Regions from separate parts of the Mus musculus genome. Here all the other regions are linked to region 5. The links are chromatin contacts, called in public HiChIP or PLAC-seq maps. All regions are on one chromosome and are shown on one strand. The core of a region is the stretch at or near the end of the contact, and the rest is flanking DNA. Distances in the headings are between cores, read along the strand shown. Region 1 holds the start of Hrk (harakiri, BCL2 interacting protein (contains only BH3 domain)). Region 2 holds the start of Rnft2 (ring finger protein, transmembrane 2). Region 3 has its middle 22 kb from the start of Gm30657. Region 4 overlaps Tesc (tescalcin). Region 5 has its middle 19 kb from the start of Tbx3os2.

Region 1 (2,700 bases), core at 95-2,594, 1.5 Mb before region 5:
AGACCAGGCTGGCCTCGAACTCAGAAATCTGCCTGCCTCTGCCTCCCAAGTGTTGGGATTAAAGGCGTGTACAACCACTGCTCGACTTGTTTTCTGTTTGAATACGTCTGTCTATCTCCTATCTATCTATCTATCTATCTATCTATCTATCTATCTATCTATCTATCTATCTATCTATCTTATGTGCATACACATAGGGTAGTACATATGGAGGTCAGAGGACAATCTGTGGGTATCAGATTTCTGTCTTTGGAACACACGGATTCACAGGACTGAAATTAAGTCATCAGGTTCGGTTGCAAGCACCTTTACCCACAGAGGCATCCCTGACTCTTTGGGGTTTTTAAATAAAGGATTCTCTCTGTAACTGTGGCTGGCCTGAAACCACTATATGGACCAGGTTGTATATGGACCACTTCCCTGCTCCTTCAGGCCCCAATCCCAAAGCTGTCCAAAATCCAGTGGCTTGGACATGGTGGGCGGGTCTCTCTAGCACCCTAAGGAGTCCCAGGAGCCTCCTCACTGGTCGGCACCCTCCCCAGAGGACTTCCCAGGCTGGAGCTGGAGCAAAACTGGATTGGTCTTCCTTTGGGTTAGGTAACCTCACTGGGCACCAAGGCAAAGCCTTACAGGGTCGCCAGCAAACTCTGACCCCGTTTGAAAAGATAAAGCCTACAAAGTAAGCAGGCTGCAAGAACTTCTCTCTAGAACCACGTTCTTGGGTGGGGGGTGGGGGGTGGGGAGATGTCTTGAGTGCAAAGGCGACTCGCCCAAGTTGGAGTCCAACCCATCCCGGGTCCCCCGCCTTCATTTCAGGGTTCAGGCTCCCACCCCGGGGTGCGCTTAAGTCAGGTCACCAGAAGGGGGTGCGAACGCGTGTCAGGAATGTGTGCACCCACCCGGAGGCTGACAGGTGCGGAGGCTGTCCCGAAACAGGGCAAGTCGGCTTGAACCCTGCCTCCCACCACCCAGGCCACACAACAGCCCGGGGATCTTTTCGCATTACGGCCGAATTCTCCCGGAGCTCAATTCACAGTGCGCACCGAGCTGGCTTTCCAGGCTATCTCCGAGCTGGAGCCTCCCGCAGCCCGGGAAGCGAAACAGCGGACCCCGGGCCAGCATTCCCGAAGCCCCGCATCCCTGCCTGTCCCCGCCCTGCCGGCGTCTCGAGGGTTAAAAGTTACCTCTCGGCTTTTTCTCCTGCACACACTCCCCACCCCCCGGGCCGGATGATGTAACCCCCTCCCCGCGCCCTCCCCGCCCCCTCCACCATGTGACACTTTAATTAATAATAGCGCCGTCAGCACAACAAACGCGCGGTGAAGGGCGAAACTTGGGGTCCAGGGAGGCTCCTCCGCACGCCATGTGCCCGTGTCCCCGGCATCGCGGCCGCGGGCCCCCGGCCGTGTGCGGTTGCGGCGACGCTCGCCCCGGGCTGCGCTGGGCGGCGGCGCAGGTGACCGCGCTGCGGCTGCAGGCGCTGGGCGACGAGCTGCACCGACGCGCCATGCGGCGTCGCGCGCGGCCCCGGGACCCGCTGCCCGCGCTGCTGCCCGCGCTCCGCGCCCGCTGGCCCTGGCTGTGCGCGGCCGCGCAGGTGGCGGCGCTGGCGGCCTGGCTGCTCGGCAGGCGGAGCGCGTAGGCGGCGCGCGCGGGGCCTTCTTGGTGGGGGGGACCGGAGCCGAGACCCAGCCCGGACCGAGCAACAGGTACGCGGGCAAGCGGGCGGGAGAGCGACAGCGACAGCGGGAGCCAGGGCTCCTCGGCGAGGAACAGCGGACCCGGTCTCCTACTCTTCGCTTGCCCTCTGTCCCTCTTTATCCAGACCCCGAGTATCTGCTCCGCCTCATCCCCCCTACTCTCTCTCTCTCTCTCTCTCTCTCTCTCTCTCTCTCTCCCTCTCCCTCCCTCTCTTCCCTCATTCTCTCTCCTCCTCCCTCTGTTCCTCTCTCCTTTCTCTCTTCTCTTCCTCCCTTCTCCTTCCCCCTCTCTCTTCTCTCCCTCTCTCTCTTCCTCCCTCCTTCCTCTCTCTCCCTCTCTCCTTCCCTCCTTCATCTCTCTCCTCTCTTCTTTCCCTCCACTCTCCATCTCCACTCTCTCCCCCTCTCTCCTTCCTCTCCCTTTCCTTTCCCTCTCTCTCTCCTCTTTTTCCTTCCCTCCTCCCCTTCTCCTTCCTCTCCCTTTCCTTTCCCTCTCTCTCTCCTCTTTTTCCTTACCTCCTCCCCCTCTCCTCCCGCTCCCCTGTCTCTGTTCTGTCTTCACTCTCCCCCCCCTCCCCACTCCTCTCTCTTCTCCCTCACTCTCATCTCTCTTCAGTGTTTTCACTCTCTTCTTTCTCCAATCCCCTGGCTCACGTTATTCTTCCCCTTGTGTAGCTCTCCTCTGCCTTTCCACTTTCTCCTGTTTTCCCTTTCTCCAGTCTGCTTTCTCTCTCCTCTCCCACTACCCCGTGTCCCCCCTTCCTTCTCCACCTCTCTCTCTCTCCCCCCCTTCTCTCTCTCCTCACTGTCCCCTCTCTCCTTTCTCCCTCTTCTCTCTCCTCCTCCTTCCTCTGCAGCATAGTGGTTTTAGAAGGACGTAAGCCACCACAATCGCTGCCAGCCCCAGTAAACACACGCAGTAGAACTGCACCAGTCCGAGCTAAGAGTCTCCCCTAATTATGCACCACAGGTTCTCGAGTCCCCGGCCCTTTTCAAACCG
Region 2 (2,700 bases), core at 94-2,593, 1.5 Mb before region 5:
GGCCTCCAGGCTGTGCTGGACGTTATCATTACCCGTTTACAACCTTGATTCTGTGACTTATCTCTGGCCATAAGAACTCCAGGTACCTCTGGACACTTTAAAGTTAAGAGTTCCTGCCTCCGGGCCTTTGTACCTGCTGTTCCTTCCCTGGCATGGTTTTCCAGCTGAGGGTTACAGGCTACCTCCCCACAGCACTTACCAGTCATTGACATGTGGGTTTGTTTACTATGACCCTTGAGAGGTCCTGTGTCTGGGCTGCCCGTCCACCTTGGAGTTGCAGAGATGGAAGGCCAACGTCTCTGTAGAGATTAGATCACCTTGATTTTCCCCAGCGACAGATCCGCACACACCTCGTCCTACCTCCCGCACCAATAGAAAGCCAAGAAAGAAGGGCAAGGCTTGGAGAGAGACTCCATATGGCTACTGCTCCTGCAGAAGATCTAAGTCCAGTTCCCAGCACCCACAAGGGTGGCTCACAACTACCTGTACCTCCAGCTGTAAGTGATCTGACTCCCTCTACTGACCTCGGAGGGCACCTGCACTCCCATGGGCAAACCCACTCTAACATATAATTAAAAAATAAATACATACATAAATAAAATCTTTAAAGAAATAAAGAATATGCTTCCATGAACAGGCTCAGTTTCCCGGCATATTTTCCCTACAGAGAAAGATCCATCTCTTAGCCCAGGCCAACACAAATGGGTGCGGAATTAATTAATTCTGCACAGCCTTCTCGGCTGCAGCTAGCTAGGAAGCCACAGGCTAAGGTGCCTGCCTTTTCTGCAAGATTAAATTAGCTAGGAAAAGACTCCTTGGTATCATCGTCATATTCAGGCAAGCCCTCTATCACCTAGCTACACTCTCAACCAGGCCGTTTTATAAAGAAAGAAACTGTCATCCATCAGGTAACATGTCTCAAGAATTTGCAATCTGGCTTGATACTCCGGGTGGCCCCACTACTCCTTATCCTCGGGGAAACTAAAACACGGTATCCCCAAGTTTCCACCTACAAGCTTTGAGAAAACGTCATAAATTAAATGCCCACGATTCTGTGGCAAACGGGCGGTACAAGTAGGCTCGTATTGACTCCTGGAGCCCACAGGATGCTACAGAATGAATGAATGGACCATCTCCGTCCCACACACCCTGGTCCTCCCTAGGAGGCTGCACGGTCCCCTACAGGACGCTTGGGCGCGAGCGGCGTCCCCAGACCGGACGGCGAAGCGCCTTTGCCGCCAGGCTCGCGGGGTCACAGGGTAGCAGCGGCCGAGCATAGCCTTCATTTACCTGCCAGACACTGCAGCAATCACGGCCTCTGCTAATCCAGCCTAGCCAATCCCTGGCGTGGCCAGGGCGCCACGTGACTTCCGGCCGGCAGTGCCACCGAGAACGCGATCGGCGCTAGGACCCTCGCACAGGGAGGCCTGCCTCTAGTCCGAGAAGGTCCGCCCCTGCCGTCACATTCAGCCAATGGAGAGCCGAGGCTCCGGCAGAACCAATGGCGAGGAGGCATGGAGGGGCCTGGCGTTGGCGTCACTAGGTGGGGCGGGGCGTGCGGCGGATCACGTGGCCGGCGCGTTGGCTGCGGGAAGGTAAAGCAGTGCTGGAAGCGGATTGCAGGGGTCATGCCGTGGGGTCGTCTCTGCGCCTGCGCCCTACCGGGATGCTGAACCTGGCGGCGCTGCTGTGGCGCCGGCTCCTGCGCAAGCGCTGGGTGCTCGCCCTGGTTTTCGGCCTCTCGCTAGTTTACTTCCTCAGCAGCACCTTCAAGCAGGTAAGCGACTTCTCTCAGGACCTCCGTCCTTCCGATCCTGCTTCCTCCCTCAAATACTATGTCCTTCTCCCCATCGTTCTTCTAATCCTCCTCCTGAGCACTCCTCCCTCTGATCTAAAATCCTCCTTCAGCCCTTCTCCCTCCGTTGCGTTGTCCTCTGCCCTTCTCCTTTCCCCTCCCTAGCTCCCTCCGTCCTCCACTCCTCCTCCTCCCTCGAATTCTCTGCCTCCCCATCCTCTGTTCTCCTCTGCCCTCCAACTTCTTACCTCTCACCCTCTGTTCTTTTCCAACCCCTCCTCCTCGATCCTCACAGTTCCTCCCTCCCTTGATCCTCTGTCCTCTGATGCTCCTCTCTCCTGTCCTCCACCTTGTAGTCCTCCTGATATGCAGCCATTCAGTCCTCCCTCTGAGCCTCTGAGCCTCTTCCTTTCAGTCCCTGGATCATCCATTGGTCCTCCCTTCAGCTCTCTAGTCCTCAACCCTCTAGTCCTCCTCCCTCCGATTGTGTGATCCTCCTCCTGTCCTCCTGTGAATCGAAGGCCGCTAAGGGAGGCGTCCCACTGCAGGTCTTTGTACCGCCCCTCTTCCGTGCGGGATCTGGCTGGTAGGCCAGGCAGAATGGGGTCCTCAGACCTGTGCACCCTCCTCTGTCGCGTTCCCTGCTCCGCACAGCCCCAGGCTTCTTGATGGGCAGGAGGTAGAGATGGCTAGACCAGGAAGTGGCCAAGGGCTCTCTGTGCCTGTTCACCTGGGTGACCCAACAGGCTCCCTTTTGGGGCACAACTTGGTTGGGTAGATTTTTATTTTTTATTTTTTTATTTTTAATTTCTCAACCTCCCTTTCCCGTTTTTGTCCTGGTAGAGAGTTCCTAGAGACCTGGCATCCCACTGTAGTAGGAACCAGTTCCCAGCATTTGCCTAGAA
Region 3 (2,700 bases), core at 87-2,586, 1.3 Mb before region 5:
GTGAATTTGTTTTTAAAAACTTACTTTTTTGTTTGGAGGGTGTTTTGTTTCTTTTTAAAATTTTTATTGGCTATTTTATTTACTTTGTTTACACATTTTAACTTTTGTGGGGTTTTTTAAAAAAAAGATTTATTTATTTTACGTATAGGAGTACACTGTAGCTATCTTCAGACACACCAGAAGAGGGCATCAGATCCCATGACAGATGGTTGTGAGCAACCATGTGGTTGCTGGGAATTGAACTCAGGACCTCTGGAAGAGTGTTCAGTGTTCTTACCCCTGAGCCATCTCTCCAGCCCTTGTGGGGTTTGGTTGGTTGGTTTGGTTTGGTTTGGTTTGGTTTTTGTTTTTTTAACTTTTGAGTTCTTTATTTATTTGTGTGTTCATGGAATGAGTATGTGAAGATCAGAGAACAACCTACCAGGAGCTGGTCCTTTCTCCCATTCAAAGATTCATATGTTCAAGCTCTCTCAGCTCTTCTGAGGCCTATCAAAGGAAGGACCAAACCTCAGGTTTGCTCTCTCATTGGATATAATGAAAGAAATTCACAGTATTTGTGAGGCTGAAGCAGGAGGCCCTTAAATTTAAGGCCAGCTTGGGCTATAGAAGTGAAACTCTGTCTCAAAAGAACAGTGGGGCGAGCGGTACATATCAGTGTAATTCTGCACTCTGAGGCAGGGGATCATAGCCTTGAGGCCAGTTTGAGCTACATAAGCGATTCAGTCCCGGCCCCTCCCCACCACCAGTTGAACAAAACAAAAGCAAATGAGGGGTGGTGGTGCATACTTTTGAGACGTGGAGGCATTAGAAAGAAGTTCAAGGCCAGTCTGGGCTAGCCTAAGCCAAAGGATACCTTTTCTCAAACAAATCAAACAACCAGCCCATAACTCAATCATATTAACAACCAATCAAATAAACAAACGTGCAATTGCCACTTTGAAGCTGAGGGTAGGAACCGCTGGGATGAGATCATTGGGCACCCAGGGTGTCTGATTACATTCCCAGAATGCACCAGATAACCACAAAGGAAAAGACAGATTTGGGGTGCGGGAGCTGGGCCCGTAGCTGTGGCCTTCCTATTGGAGTGTGCCCACAGCCCAGACTGCGCTCTCATTGAAGCCATTTCTAAGGCACTCCGCGAGATTTATTGAATGCCTAGTAAGTGGATTAGAGCCAAGTACTGGAAGGAAAGACGATTGGGTCCTGGGCCTTAGAGAGTGCATTTTCAGCCCTAGAGATAAAATTCTTCCTGTCCCCGGGAAGCTGGTGGGTGTGTAGGGAGCGGATAAACAGTGCCTGGAGGCGCAGGGAGGCCATTTGTAAGTAGCAGCAGGTGGGCAGGTGGGACTGAGCGGCTGCGGAGGCGGGAACACCGCTTGCTGAGCTTAGGGGGAGAGTGTGAAGAGATAAAACCCTGAGGTAGCCACAAACCCTCCGGTCTGCCAGTTCCTAAATTCTGTCCCTTTCTGCCCCAAAGCTCTACCTCAGCCAGGCCTGTTTCAGACGCAGGATAAACTTTGGGATTTCCCCTCAATAGAGGGGAGGGGAGTCCGAAAGGAGAAAGGTAGGGTGGAGGATTCCTGGAGAAACTTCATCTACATAACAAGGAGAAAGAGAAAGCATGGAGGGATGCCCCCAGGGTGGCGTTTAGAGCTTAAATTTAGGAAAGCGCCCAAGGATTGAATTCTGCCTGGCTGCACTGAAGGCACCATCATAGCCAGAAGAGACTTGTGGGCACCCGTAGCTTCTACATCACGTCTTTACACACACACACACACACACACACACACACACACACACACACACACACAATCTCTAGCTAAGCCGAAGAGAACTTGGCCTGTGGACTCTGCCTGTCATGCCAACATTCTGTGCCTCAGTTTTCTCATCTGTGGTGTCGTTGTTGTTAAGTGGTTCATAATCATACCGCAGAAACGGCAGGTTTGGGTGACAACCCTACAGAGTAGATGACAGGTGTCTTAGGCTCACTACTGCGGTGGTGGATCACCATGACCAAAGCAACCTGGGGAGCAAAGGATTTATGTGGCACTGTGCGGTCACTGAAGGAAGTCAAGACAGGAAGTCAAACGGGGCTTGAACCTGGAGACCGGACCTGATCCAGAGGCCATGAAGGGAATGCGGCTTATTGGCTTGTTCCTGATGGCTTGCTCAGCCTGCTTTCGTATAGAACTCAGGACCACCAGCCCAGGTGTGGTCCCCATCCACAATGAGCTGTCCCACCCCCATAATAACCATTAATTAAGGAGATGCCCTGCATAGAGGCTTGCACGCAGCCAGATCTTAGGAAGATGTTTTCTACCTGAGGTTCCCTCCTCTCAGATGACCCTAGCCTGTGTCAAGTTGACATAAACCCAACCTGCACAGTGGGTGATGCTGACTGTCACCTTGATCTTTGAAGGTCATTTCTCTGTTTGTTTGGTCTCCCGCTGCACCCCAGGACTCACGCTGTCAATAGTCACAGCCTCCCCAGCTCCAACCACTCACATCCCGTCAGCCCATTCTGTAAATCCGGAATGCCAGGTGGAGTCCACACTACACAGGAGGGCCCCGTCTTTCAATGGGCTCCTCCTGGTACTCCCAGTAAGCCACTTCCCTGGCTTCAGGCCCCTACCGGTGAAAGAAAAGCTCTGGCGCAGGCAGTTAGCCCAAGAGGTATGGGGGCTGCAGGGGGTAGATTTA
Region 4 (2,700 bases), core at 143-2,642, 1.7 Mb before region 5:
ATCCTTTTCACTTCAGTGTTCTGTGGGGCCCTTAAGCTTACCCAGACCCAAGGCCAGGTGGGTCCGCCATTATTGTCATCAGTGCTGTGGCCATTTTAACACTGTCTGGCAACTTCAGCTCATCACCTCGTGGGGGTCTCAGTCCCTGGTTGCTTCTGGCAAATAGATGTGACCTCCTCCCTCCCCCGGACAGGGTCTTGTCCCGCACCCCGAGCTGTCCTACTGGAGATCCTCCCGCCTCTGCCTCCTAAATGCTGGATTTACAGGTGTGTTCACCTAGGCCTTCCCTGTTCAGGGAAAGCTCTGCCTTCTGAGCTTAGCAGGTTATTGAGGTGGCTGCTGGGTTTCTCCAGCGGCCGCGTGTTTAGAGTGCCAGGTGGAGCCCGTGCTAGCTCTCAGAAGCCCGGCCAGGTTCTCTGATTTCATTCTGGTTGCGGTTGCACGTGAGGTTAAGTTCCTGCCTCTTGATTCAGCCTCAGATATGTTGGCTGCGAAGAGTTCTGAGGGCGAGGCTGAGCTGTCTCCTGGATGCTGCTGCATCACGCCCACTTTCTGAAATGTCTGCTTAGATGGAGCTGGACCCCGCCCTTCTGAACGGCTCCACTGTGATGCAGAAATGGAATGTGGCCCCCCCCCCACCGCCCCCAGCACATGGCAGGAATGAAGCAACCCTTCCAGAGCTGTGTGACCCTCGGGGAGCCACACTGCCTCTCTGATCCTGTCTCAACAGTCAAGTGGTGTGTGCTGCCTGCCCAGCCCTGGCTCAGCTCCCGCTGGAGGCAGGCTGTCACTCTCTCTATTCCAGCTATAAGGAGAATGTAAAGTGCAGAGTAAAGATGGAGGAAGACGGTGCGCTCCAACTGTGGCGCTCAGAGCTGCGCGCTCCCACTCTTAGAGCTCCCTGAATTGCTCAGCTCTCAGGATGTGTGGCAGGGGGAAGGCAATCCACCCGTCATGTTTACCCCACCCACCCCCATCCCCACCCCCAAGGATGTGTTCTGTACAGAAACAGCCCACAGTGTCCCCAGCAGGACCCTTGGTGCCCCAGGTGACAGTAGATGATGTGTCAGAGATGTTGGGCTGGACCATTTCTGCCTCGGGGCCGGTTTTTGCACCGGCCTGAAGTCTGTGTGAAGAGGGTCCGAGGGTCTGTGCTCCAGGTTGAATTTGAAAAAAAACAAAAAAACAAACAAAAAAAAAACCAAACCAAACCAAACAAAACACTTCAAAGAGGCCAGGTGCATCCTGGGTAGATTGTAAAGTCCATGGCAGCAGGGTGAGTGGGTATCAGGGCTGAAGCTGCCAAGGCAGCAGGTGGAGGAGGGGTGCTCACGAGAGAGGGCAGCTGGCCCAGGATCCCCTGCGAGGAGGCTCCCGGAAGCCCAGCCTCCCTCCCTCCCTCCCTAGCCACGAATTAGTCACTGCTGTGTCTGGAGCCCCAGGTGGCCTCCCTGTGGAGCTCAGAGCCAGCCGAACAGCCCTGAAGATTGGGGTTGCCTAGGGCATGCAGCAAGCCAGTCACAGCCAGGCTAACGGCTGTGGTTTCTCCATCCAGCTAAGTAGTCACTGATTTTGTTGTTGTTGTTTATTTGTCTTTTCAATTGAAGCCAAAGTTCATGTGACATAAAATTTACCATTTTAGGACAGGGAAGTGGCCCAGTCGGTAAAGTGCCACCTGTGAGGATCCAAGTTCGCGCTCCCTGGTACTTTATTCCCAGCACTGGGGATGCAGAATCGGGAGGAGCCCTGGGGCTCTGTGGCCAATCTGCTAGCAGGCTGAATCTGTGAAGCAGGTGCCCTGAGGGACCCTGGCTCAAAAACCAAGCTTGAGAGTGGCAGAGGAAAACACCAGATGTTGACCTCACCCCTTCCACAGGCCCCCATGTAAAACACAAGTGTACACACATAAACACACATGTACACACATGCACACACACATATACTCATACACATACATACATACATACACTCATACACTCACTCACACATACATACACACACATAACAAACACATGTACACACATGCACAAACACATACACTCACACACATATACACACATACATACTCACATAACACACTTCTACACACACATGTACACACTTAAACACACACATAACACACATACACACTTGTACACACACAGTCATACACATACATACATACACATACACTCACTAACACATACACTCACTAACACACTTGTACACACATATACACGCAATACACACATAAGCAGACACATGTATAATACATATACACATACACACATAAACACACACATACATACACTTACACATATAAACACACATACACACATAAGCACACACATACACACTCACCATTTTAATTACTGTGAAGTGAACGACTCGGTTGGGTTCAATGCATTTAGAGTTCTAAACCACCATCTCTGTTTCCAGATCATTCCATCACCCCCAATTAAACCCTGTACCCACCCATTATCCATTTTTACCCTCTCCTCCCGGACCTTGCCCAGCAAGAGTCTTTTTCCATTCCCATGGAGTCACCTGGTATGTCGCTTGACATATAGACTTGTGGACCAGGTGGCTTTGGTGCTGGCTATGACATTGTCAACACCCTGTGTGCCAGTGAGGGTCCCCACAGCCTCTCTTGATTGGGAACAAGAGAGTATGCCCATGTACTTCTTCTCCTCTCATACAGTTGTCCACAGGCGACTTGGC
Region 5 (2,700 bases), core at 159-2,658:
TTCCTCAGTAGGATGCCATATTTAAAGATCTGACTTTATGTCTTTATGTGTGAGTGTTTGCCTTCGTGTGTGGGTGTGTGTGTGTGTGTGTGTGTGTGTGTGTGTGTTATACACACGCACATGCAGTACCCATGGAGGCCAGAAGAGGGCACCAGATTCTGGTGAGCCATCAAATGGGTGCTGGGATCTCTCTCTCTCTCTCTCTCTCTCTCTCTCTCTCACACACACACACACACACACACACACACACACACACACACACACACCGTGCTCTGAGTACAGAGCCAGATTTGTTTTTATTTAGTTATGCATCTGCACACTCACTACCCACAAAGGCAGTTGTGAGCCACACGATACACAAAATATGGATGCAGAAATTAGGTCCTTTCTATACGGGGTGGGGGGAGTTGAGTTCATGTCCTAGTGCTGAGGCTCGAACTCGAGATCCTGCACATCCTAGGTAAGCACTCTGCCCCAGAGCCACAGCCCCAGGGTGCCACACCACCATAGCGGATTTCTAAATCAGTGCTCTGAGTTTAGCTCTACCACTGAAACCCAGCCCCAGCTCTTCTGCAGAGGATTCCAGCGCATTGCTCTATGGCTGAGCCAGGTTCGAAAGGCGCGCTTGTAAGTGCTCAACAAAACCCCGGCAACGTTATTTTAAATTCTTTTTAAAAAGTTTACAAAGTGGTTTCCTACAATGATATCCTTTTTTTTTTTAAAGATTTATTTATTTATTATATGTAAGTACATTGTAGCTGTCTTCAGACACTCCAGAAGAGGGAATCAGATCTCGTTACAGATGGTTGTGAGCCACCATGTGGTTGCTGGGATTTGAACTCTGGACCTTCGGAAGAGCAGTCGGGTGCTCTTACCCACTGAGCCATCTCACCAGCCCAATGATATCCTTTTTAAGCCCAAGGAAACTGAGTCACAGAGAGGGTGGGTAGCTCCCTACTCACACAGTTGGAGGTAAAAGAAGCCGAGGTTGTCCGTGGATTAGCACTTTCTAGTGGATCCTCCCCCTGGGGCAGGACTGCTTCAGTAAGAAAGCTAGGGCTTTGATTTGCTAATCTTGTTTGTTTGCAACACAAGCAGAGGACACTGGATTGATTTCCTAGCGCCTGACTCTCAGGGTCCCCCTCTGGCCTCGGGGACTTAGCACAGCAAATTCCTTTTCCTGAAGGACTAGAGGGTAGTCTCCAGCCTCAGGGCCTCCCCGCTTTCGGTACCGTCTCCCTCTCAGCTTCAGTCTTAAGTCTGGCAGAAAACCAGGTTAAACGTGGACCGCAGGCCCCACCCACGCCTCCACCCCAATTCATACCTCCCGGAGACGCCTCCCTGTTTCTGCTTCTTAGTCTTTTACAGTGGTTGGTCCAGATGCAGAGAGAGCCCGCTCCCTGACTAGGACGAGGCTGGGAATTGAATTTAGAGTCTCGTGATCACAATCACCTGAATCCCATCCCATGTCCGCTTGTAGGTGTGACTCAGCAGTAGAAAACCTGTGCGCAGGCGCAAGGCCCTAGGTTGGCTCAACACTGGATAACTAAATAAACATTGAATGAAGTTTTTATTTTATTTTTTATTTTTGGTTTGGGGTGTGTGTGTGTGTGTGTGTGTGTGTGTTGTTTGTTTGCTCTTTTATTTTGTTTGTTTGTTTGCTTTAAAAACATCTTCACCGTGACAGAGAGTACAGTCCGCTATCGGTTAGACTAGGTTGAGTTCTTCCTTCCTTCCTTCCTTCCTTCCTTCCTTCCTTCCTTCCTTCCTTCCTTCCTTCCTTTCTTTCTTTCTTTCTTTCTCTCTTTCTTTCTCTCTTTCTTTCTCTCTTTCTTTTTTCTTTCTTTCTTTCTTTTTTCTGCTTACAGTGAACTGGAGTCATCTCTGGAATAGGGGAGAAGCAACCTTTTATTTTCTCGGATGTCCATCGACCATGGAACCTGGGGCAAACAAGGTCATCCTCTGAGCCGCCAATTCTCCTCTGTAAAATGCAGTGCTCAGATGTGGTGCCTCCGCAGAAAGACCTAGACCTAGCGGGTAAGAGAGGCCGAGAGCGCAGCCCAGTGGTAGAGTGCTTTCCTAGCATGCCTGAGGTCTGGAGTCCCTTCTTCAGTCCCTAGCAGAAAACAAAACAAAAGCTCAAACAAGAGCTACCAAAGGGGATGAGGTGGAGAGGAACATGAAACAAAATCCCTGGACAAGCCAGGGGGTGGCTCAGTGGATAAAGGTGCTTGCCACCAAGCCAGAGGACCTGAATTCAATCCTTAGGACCCACATGGTGGAAGGCAAGACTCTCATAACTTGACCTCTGATCTTCACTCGGGTCCAGTGGTACACATACTCATGCACACATAGACAAAATTAATTGATTAATTAATTAATTGGACATTGACCTCCTGGGACATATCTGCTTGTCTCTGTCCCCAGTGCTTTTTACACTGGTGCTGGGATTTGATCTCAGGTCGTCTTACTTTTTTACTACCCCTCCACAACTCCAATATATCCAGGCAGTGCTCAGTCTTACAATCCTCCTGCCTCAGTCTCCACACCCCGATTGCTTTACCATTTTTCCCCTAAAATATCTTAAAATTATTATTTGACTTTATGTGTATGTGTATGTGTATAGATCTTCTGCCTGGGTAGCACGTGGCTACCTGGTGCTGGAGGAGGCCAGAAGAGGGCACGGCGATGTCACACATT

Evidence for each region. HiChIP or PLAC-seq counts read pairs in DNA pulled down with a chosen protein or histone mark.
Region 1: an H3K27ac HiChIP or PLAC-seq map of embryonic stem cells shows a contact between it and region 5, with 12 times the contacts expected there. The contact joins the promoter of Hrk here to the enhancer-like site in region 5. A contact is called at or near these places in 7 of 39 promoter capture datasets (the C10 cell line, frontonasal cranial neural crest, hippocampal neurons and 3 more), 1 of 115 datasets of contacts at active chromatin or transcription factors (embryonic stem cells) and 1 of 9 other capture datasets (embryonic stem cells).
Region 2: a contact with region 5 is called in an H3K27ac HiChIP or PLAC-seq map of embryonic stem cells, with 9 times the contacts expected there. The contact joins the promoter of Rnft2 here to the enhancer-like site in region 5. A contact is called at or near these places in 11 of 39 promoter capture datasets (the 3T3-L1 cell line, the C10 cell line, cranial neural crest and 7 more), 10 of 115 datasets of contacts at active chromatin or transcription factors (astrocytes, craniofacial prominence, embryonic limb bud and 4 more) and 1 of 9 other capture datasets (adipose tissue).
Region 3: a contact with region 5 is called in an H3K27ac HiChIP or PLAC-seq map of embryonic stem cells, with 6 times the contacts expected there. The contact joins two enhancer-like sites. A contact is called at or near these places in 2 of 484 Hi-C or Micro-C datasets (both in embryonic stem cells), 7 of 115 datasets of contacts at active chromatin or transcription factors (astrocytes and embryonic stem cells) and 1 of 9 other capture datasets (embryonic stem cells).
Region 4: an H3K27ac HiChIP or PLAC-seq map of embryonic stem cells shows a contact between it and region 5, with 4 times the contacts expected there. The contact joins two enhancer-like sites. A contact is called at or near these places in 3 of 39 promoter capture datasets (the 3T3-L1 cell line, liver and pre-B cells), 1 of 115 datasets of contacts at active chromatin or transcription factors (embryonic stem cells) and 2 of 9 other capture datasets (adipose tissue and liver).

Annotation. Positions count from the first base shown.
Region 1 is chr5:118,168,420-118,171,119 of GRCm38.p6, forward strand. Hrk (harakiri, BCL2 interacting protein (contains only BH3 domain)) reads left to right here and starts at 1,345. Exons shown (of 2, transcript NM_007545.2): 1 at 1,345-1,709. The coding sequence starts at 1,364. The coding sequence ends at 1,642.
Region 2 is chr5:118,243,682-118,246,381 of GRCm38.p6, forward strand. It overlaps Rnft2 (ring finger protein, transmembrane 2), which reads right to left and starts at 1,344. Exons shown (of 11, transcript NM_001109902.1): 1 at 1,291-1,344. Spring1 (SREBF pathway regulator in golgi 1) reads left to right here and starts at 1,546. Exons shown (of 5, transcript NM_001081236.1): 1 at 1,546-1,777. The coding sequence starts at 1,667.
Region 3 is chr5:118,434,160-118,436,859 of GRCm38.p6, forward strand. No RefSeq gene overlaps it. Among named protein-coding and RNA genes, the nearest start is that of Gm30657, 22 kb to the left of the region's middle. RefSeq lists cis regulatory regions at 1-2,700, 1-2,700 and enhancers at 1-895, 492-1,874, 1,885-2,700. Within about 2 kb of position 1,337, at least 35 of the 459 cell types and tissues checked have an H3K27ac peak or open chromatin away from gene starts, as enhancers often do. A contact at or near this core is called in embryonic stem cells, where this site is marked.
Region 4 is chr5:118,036,564-118,039,263 of GRCm38.p6, forward strand. The region is part of intron 1 of Tesc (tescalcin); the gene reads left to right. Among named protein-coding and RNA genes, the nearest start is that of Tesc, 10 kb to the left of the region's middle. Within about 2 kb of position 1,393, at least 156 of the 459 cell types and tissues checked have an H3K27ac peak or open chromatin away from gene starts, as enhancers often do. A contact at or near this core is called in embryonic stem cells, where this site is marked.
Region 5 is chr5:119,708,898-119,711,597 of GRCm38.p6, forward strand. No RefSeq gene overlaps it. Among named protein-coding and RNA genes, the nearest start is that of Tbx3os2, 19 kb to the left of the region's middle. Within about 2 kb of position 1,409, at least 19 of the 459 cell types and tissues checked have an H3K27ac peak or open chromatin away from gene starts, as enhancers often do. A contact at or near this core is called in embryonic stem cells, where this site is marked.